Regions from separate parts of the Hordeum vulgare genome. Here region 1 is linked to region 2. The links are chromatin contacts, called in public Hi-C maps. All regions are on one chromosome and are shown on one strand. The core of a region is the stretch at or near the end of the contact, and the rest is flanking DNA. Distances in the headings are between cores, read along the strand shown.

Evidence for each region. A called contact is a pair of places that touch in the nucleus more often than the background predicts.
Region 1: a Hi-C map of seedling shows a contact between it and region 2, with 2.3 times the contacts expected there. The contact joins the promoter of LOC123408476 here to the promoter of LOC123407526 in region 2. A contact is called at or near these places in 1 of 6 Hi-C or Micro-C datasets (seedling) and 1 of 1 datasets of contacts at active chromatin or transcription factors (embryo).

Annotation. Positions count from the first base shown.
Region 1 is chr7H:129,124,465-129,127,904 of MorexV3_pseudomolecules_assembly, forward strand. It overlaps LOC123408476 (pantothenate kinase 2-like), which reads left to right and starts at 1,873. Exons shown (of 6, transcript XM_045101579.1): 1 at 1,873-1,992; 2 at 2,143-2,225; 3 at 2,428-2,544; 4 at 2,626-2,689; 5 at 3,000-3,146; 6 at 3,267-3,440. The coding sequence starts at 1,873. The coding sequence ends at 3,419. It overlaps LOC123413274 (a long non-coding RNA gene), which reads right to left and starts at 1,252. Exons shown (of 3, transcript XR_006613716.1): 1 at 730-1,252; 2 at 483-644.
Region 2 is chr7H:128,945,737-128,949,200 of MorexV3_pseudomolecules_assembly, forward strand. LOC123407526 (pentatricopeptide repeat-containing protein At3g14580, mitochondrial-like) reads left to right here and starts at 1,473. Exons shown (of 4, transcript XM_045100686.1): 1 at 1,473-3,211; 2 at 3,331-3,360. The coding sequence starts at 1,688. The coding sequence ends at 2,779. TRNAR-CCG (a tRNA gene) reads right to left here and starts at 1,378; the gene lies at 1,306-1,378.

The sequences.
Region 1 (3,440 bases), core at 623-3,122, 180 kb after region 2:
GGCCAAAATTAAATTTGATTCAGAACTTGAGCGGATCATAGGAGCTTACCCACCCATTGGTTCACAAGGAACTAAAGCATATACTGCTAAATACTCCACACTAAACATATATGGTCACCTGGATATGCAGCAGAGCATATACTGCTAAATACAGATGTTAACAAATGGAGTAATTCATTAACATTGATTTATTGTTAGCAAATGTGCTCATTAAATGGATTTCTTTGATTTTCTTAGGTAAAACTGTACATTGACACCAAGAAAGAACATCATGGTCATGTAGGCATTCAGGATTTCTGTGAGCATTGAAATTATTGGAGTACTGAATAATGAAAAGGATTTCAGGATTCAGATAAGGAGTGAGCAATGATTTACTCCTATCGATTTCAGGATTCACGTACTCAAGAGTAGGTTGGTGATTAGTCGGGCTTGGGCATGTGTAAAAAAAGTTCGGTCAATTGGAAAATTGGGCATGTGCATACCCTCGTAGGAGCAGCAGTTCACCAGGGCGCCGAGCAGTGCCTCGTCGTAGGCTGCGATGTCCAAACCCAACCATCACAACGGTCGCCTCCCCTTCGGTCGTGCCGCGCCACACCTCCTCCGTTGTCGCGGTTAGGGCGCCCTCGTCGCCCACTAGGACCAGCCTGTACGCGTCCGCGCTTACATTCAGAACCGAACAACAGGAAGAAAAGGGGAACAACGACAAGTCGACAATGTGAGAGGGAGTACGTGCAGCGGTGCCTGGCGAGGCCGACGGCGACCCCCCGCGACCCTCCACCCCTGCACGCGAGCAGCACCCGCTTCACCCTTCATCTTCTCAACAGCAACGACCACTTGTGTCAAGTGCGTCGTCGCCAACGAACATTGCTCCGTCGCCCACAAGATCGCCTCCGCACCGCATCCAACGCCTCTGACTCCAGAACGAGAGCAGGTGCACGCCAATCAAGCGGTGGCGCACACATATCCAGTGCCTCTGTCTCCTAGAAGCTCGCCGCTGGAGAAAAAAAAATCCAAGCTTTGACCTTAGATGTGGGGTGTGACTCGAGTGGGGTGCGAGTGGAGGCGGGAGAAAGATGGCGGCAACGGGGAGAGATGGTGACCGGTGAGGTGGGCAAGGCCGTGGACGGCGAGGTGGGCAAGGTGGTTGCCGGCGAGGTGGGCGAGGTGGTTGCAGGCGAGGTGGGCGAGAAGAGAGAGGCGACGGGCACAGGACCGGGCCGGCAAAATTTATGGCCCTGTGGCAAACGCTAAAATGAGGCCTCTACTTTTTCGGAAAATTAAAACTACTATACATTCAAGTTATCTAATATAACTCCTTTATGATGTTGAACTAAATCCTCTATTTTTTTCTAAAAGATCTTATATTTCTAGTAACCAGATTCATATTTTCTGGTTCTTGAAACATAAGATGTCTAAACCAATTATTAATATAAAAGAGTATAAATGTTGGAAAAACAAGACTAAAGGGATAAACAACCAACAGTTAGCATCAAACTATTTATAGAATTGGGACTGCTGAACTCACGGACCTAAAACTTGGCCTGATCGAACTGTCCCTCGCCTCTCTTTTAGTCCATCTTACTTTATTAACAGAAATTTATCTGTACTAATAAAAGTACGAGAGGCAGATCTAACTATAGATCTGAAGCGTTTAATCATGTCATCAACGGTCTAGATGCTTCATTAACGAAAGTAACTCAATTCTCGTTAGCGCTAATCCCCCGCTTCTTCGCGTCCCACACGTCCTCGGTCAACCACTCCCGCTCCAAACACAACCAACCCCTCCTCGATCCAATCTGGCTGCTACCTCCGTCCCCCATGCCACGCCGGCGACCTCCGCCCCCATGCCACGTTGGTGCCTTCCTTCAACCGATGGAAGAAGCGGCGGAGGAGCAAGCAGCCGCGCCGTCCGTCGCGGAGTTCGGGGACGCGGCGGAGAACGGGATGGAGGAGGAGGGAGCCTCTGCTTCCGCGGCGGCGGAGGAGGACGCTGCTGCTGCTGAGGCGGCGACGGCGGCGTACTCGTGGCTTGAGCTCCTATATTCACGGTTCTATCGGCGTTAAAATTGGCATAGCAGTGAATTTAAGTGTATGTGTAAACTTGAAAAGTATCTCTGTACTAAACACTAATACTGTTTGCAGACGGTTGCCAGCGAAGGTGGGACTGATGACGCAAAACGGCGTGGAGATGCGTTTGCACATGCCTTTTCTGCTCATTTGGCAAGGTACACAATTGTAGTTGCATGCCATTGGTGTTTGGCTGCCACAACTATGGCTTGGCACACTCGCGGTGCCATTTTTCTTGGCCACGACTTAGCCAATATTTTTGACATACTTAACATACTGTTCGGTTTTGACCAAACAGCCATAGTGTAAACTGTATTGCATGCTATCGCTTTGTTGCCTTACTTATGTGTTAAAGTTTAGGTTGACTGAGGAGCCTGCTGCTTATGGGAAGTTTGGTTTAGCCAACCTGTTGGAGTTGAGAGAAGAATGTTTGAGAGAATTTCAATTTTTCGATCCATATGTTAGTATCAAGCAAAGGTTAGTTCATAACCTCTTCATGGTTCTCGGTAAATATCTCTACTCTAGCTACTTCAATTGTTTGATGCTTTCTGCATGAAGGGAAAATGAAGCTTCACTGGCTATTTTACCTGATCTACTCATGGAACTTGATAGTATGGATGAGGTATGAGAGAATGTTTCCCTTCTTTATCCATTGGCACAGCGCGTAGATGTTTTTTTTAAAATTTTGGTTAATATCGCAGCAAAAAAATAATAAAAATTTCATAAACTGCCACATATTGTGTAACTGAGAATCAGATCTGTTCTGGCCCCATCCGCCAGTGCCACGGTAAGCAGTTTTTTGTTGATTTTTTTGCTTGCATGCTTCTGTGACAGTCACATGCTGCTGGCCGGTAGTTCAGCAATCTACACTCAGTTTCATCTCTAGAATTATGAATTCGTCTGAGTTTTACTTTTATGCTCGATGTTTTCAGGAAGATAGATTGCTTGCGCTAATTGAAGGTGTCCTTGTTGCAAAAATATTTGATTGGGGGTCTAAAGCTTGCGTGGACCTTTACAATCAAGGAACCATAATAGAAATTTATCGCATGAGCCGCAAAAAGATGCAACGTCCTTGGCGGGCAAGTATTCCAAGTCTCAAATTCAAATGTTATTGCAATGCACGAGTTACCCAAATTATATTTTACGAGTTATACTAATATATGACCAGATAATTGTAATGATGGTATCTTTTGTTTCAGATTGATGACTTCGATACGTTCAAAAGTAGAATGCTTAAGAAGGATCAGCCATACAAAAGAGCACTTATTTCTGTTGATAACGCATGTGCTGATGTGGTCCTAGGAATGCTTCCTTTAGCACGAGAATTTCTATGCCGTGGGGTTGAGGTATAAATTGAGAGTATGAAAATAAGA
Region 2 (3,464 bases), core at 223-2,722:
CCAAAAATATATTTTTAAAAGCCTATTAGTCAAGTCTTAACTAGGAGACTTCCAAAATAATAATTTGGTTGACCTTATTCCAGCTCATTCTACAAGCCAGCAAAAGAACTGGTCCCTATAATGATTCAGAAAGACAAAAGAAATATACCGTTCTTCCCTGATTGCCCGGGAGTGCATATCAAATCACTACTGATTGCCCGGGAGTGCATATCAAATCACTGTGTGCATTTTAAAACCGATCTGAAAAACCATAGCGAATATAAATTGAACCGAACCAATTTTATGGTTTTTATGGTTTATGGTTCCGATATACTATGAACTTTTCATACTGTTTTGAATTTTGGTTTTTATGGTATATATAAAAAAACCGAATGGATAACAGAATAAACCGAAATAAAAAACATATTTATATATCTTGGGGCAAATAACCATACAAGTAGTTATTTTTTGGACAAAAGCTAGATTTCCTGTTAAGCGCATCTATGTTTCTTGTAACATAGTCATATTTCTCGTGAAAAGAATTCCAAGCACGTCCATGACCATTGAATACATGCATGCATATACACTTGCATATAGTTATATACTCTTTGTATAAAAGAATATGTGAACTGAGTCACAAATTTGTAAATTGTTATGTGTCACTTTCCAATTCGTGTAAACTTTGATTTTTATGGTATATACCAATTCATGCCAAAATAATTTGGTATATATCGAAACCGAACCGTATCTAAAATTCATACCGTATTTACCGAAGTATTAATACTGTTCAAACTGAAAAACATATAAATCGAGCCATGTAAACCGAATAAACCGAACGCACAAAGTGAATACCAAAGACTGGAGACATTTTCTTTGGATTCCTTGTGTGTTTGGGCCCACACCCTCAGCCCATTGAAATCGAAATTAGATTAGTGCTGCAACAACTGTGTCGATTCTTGTCTCAAAAAAAAAAAGCTGTGTCGATTCAATACGGATAGAACTTATGAGGTTAGTGATGCGAAATGTGTTACTACTTGGTTGTTGGTGGCGCGTATCCTCAATGCAATTATATAAATGGAAAATGGCAAGGATTCGCCCTTTACCATTGAAACCAGCAATGAAAAAACACTAACATAAACTATTGACCGGAGCCGAGGCATTGTTAATTATGAAGATCACAAATCATAAGAAAAATGTGAAGGGAAGACTAGCGAGGGAGACTGACCACAAAAGTATCTTAACTGTTTAAAGCTTTCTTAAGTCTAAATCAATTCAGGAAACAAAAGAAAAGAAAAGAAAGAAAAGAAAAAAAAGAAAAAAATTGAACGACCACGCTGGGACTCGAACCCAGAATCTCCCGCTCCGGAGGCGAGCGCCTTATCCATTAGGCCACGCGGTCATGTTGTGAGATGTCTCATAATATAGTTTATATATTAGTTTACACAAACCACACGAGTTGGGCTTTCCCTAAGAAAGAGCCCAAGGCCCACCATGCTACTAGGCGCACATCGCCGCCGCCCAGCGACGCCTCCGCCTCCGCCTCTCTTCTCCTCAGTCCTCACCCATTCGCCGCCGGCCACCGAACCTCCCCCAGCGCAGTCCACCTCCTTCCTTGCCACGCACACCCCCACCTCCCCGATAAACTCTCCAACCACTTCTCGAGTAGTCCAGCCCCGCCCCCATCCGATTCCCACTTCCCGGCGGCAGCATGTCGAGACCCCTGGCGCGGCGCGCGGTTCCCCCATTCCTGAGGCTGCGCTCCACGGCCTGCGACGACGGCCACTGGATCGGCCGGCTGGACCACAGGGACTGGCTCGCCCCGAACGAGGTGCTCAAGATCTTCGCGAGCATCAGGGACGCCGCTCTGATAACCAGCGTCTTCAGGAAGGCCTGCGCCCGGAGGGACTACAAGCCCAGCGAGGCCCTCTACGGCCTGATGATCGACCGGCTCGCCGGCGCCCGGCGGTTCGGCGACGTGGAGGAGCTGCTGGCCAGGGCGAGGGCCGAGCGGTTCAGGTTCTCGGACGACTTCTTCTACAGGCTCATCAAGATGTACGGCAATGTGGCCAACCACCCCGAGAAGGCCATGGAGACGCTCTACGCGATGTCCGAGTACGGCTGCTGGCCGTCCACCAAGACCTTCAACTATGTGCTCCACATGCTCGTGTGCAGGCGGCAGTACGAGGTTGTCCACGAGGTGTACTCCAGCGCGCCCAGGCTGGGCGTGGAACTGGACACCTGCTGCTTCAACATCCTTATCAAGGGGCTGTGCCAATTTGGGAGATTCAACGAGGCCCTTTCGCTGCTGGATGAGATGCCGAAGCAGGACTGCCGGCCTAATGCGATGACCTATTCGACCCTGATGCATTTCCTCTGCCGGAACTGCCGGGTGGATGAGGCGTTCGAGCTGTTTGAGAGAATGCGCAAGGAGGAAATCGATGCGGATACGGTTGTTTACAATATATTGGTATCTGGTCTCTGCAGAGAGGGAAGGGTGACCTCTGCATATGATCTGTTCAAGTCGATGTCGTCTCAGGGCTGCCATCCTAATTCAGGGACTTATCAGGTACTTCTTGATGGCCTTGTGGCCTCAAAGAACTTTGTGGAGGCGAAGGACCTGGTTGGTATGATGAGTGCTGAAAGTCTGAGACCTAGTTTCTCATCTTACAAGCTGCTAATTGATGGCTTCTGTAGTGTTAACTGCTTAGATGATGCACATCATGTCTTGAAGCAAATGGTGGACCAAGGTTTTGTTCCTCGGATGAGTACTTGGACAAAACTTCTTACATCCTTATGCTGAAATGTATGTTCATGCCCGTGGACCTGACAATACACTTGAGCAATGAGATTATTTTGTTACTGGAACTAGTGAACCAACCTGCTTTCTGCGTGGATTTGCATATTGAAGCCAGATCTTTTTCCGTATGGGGATTTAGCAATATCGGGTCTCAGAACGACCAAGTTCTGTTTACTGATGACCCATATACTGATGTACTTGAGAACTGAGCGCTAGCTCGGTTGGCTTGAAGCTCATGGGTGTGAGCTCGCCCACCCATGTCCAACCCGCAGGGAAGTCTCATTTTCTACCTAACTAACGGACAGTTAAAGGAGGGGCTCTTCCCCCTTTAGCCAACATTTATATACTTGTATACCTTGGTAGCCTGTTGGTTTTGTCTCTGATTTCAACATAGTGCAGGCTCCGCATTCCTCCAGTTTAAATGTGAAAATATTGGTAAGCTCATGACATTATGTTCTTTCGTTACAACTCAATATGACAATTTTTTGTATGTCTGACATTTGAAATGTGTGACATTTTTCGTTTCTCTGGACCGTACTGCTATTGAATTCCAGGCAAACAGTATGAAAGATGCATGCCATGAGGTAGCTGTTCACCTTTTATATACGAGTACCCTTTAAGCGCAGAACATCATGTTGTTTGTGATGCAGTTCTTACATTGTTCTCACCTTCTCGGTGAGACAGAATG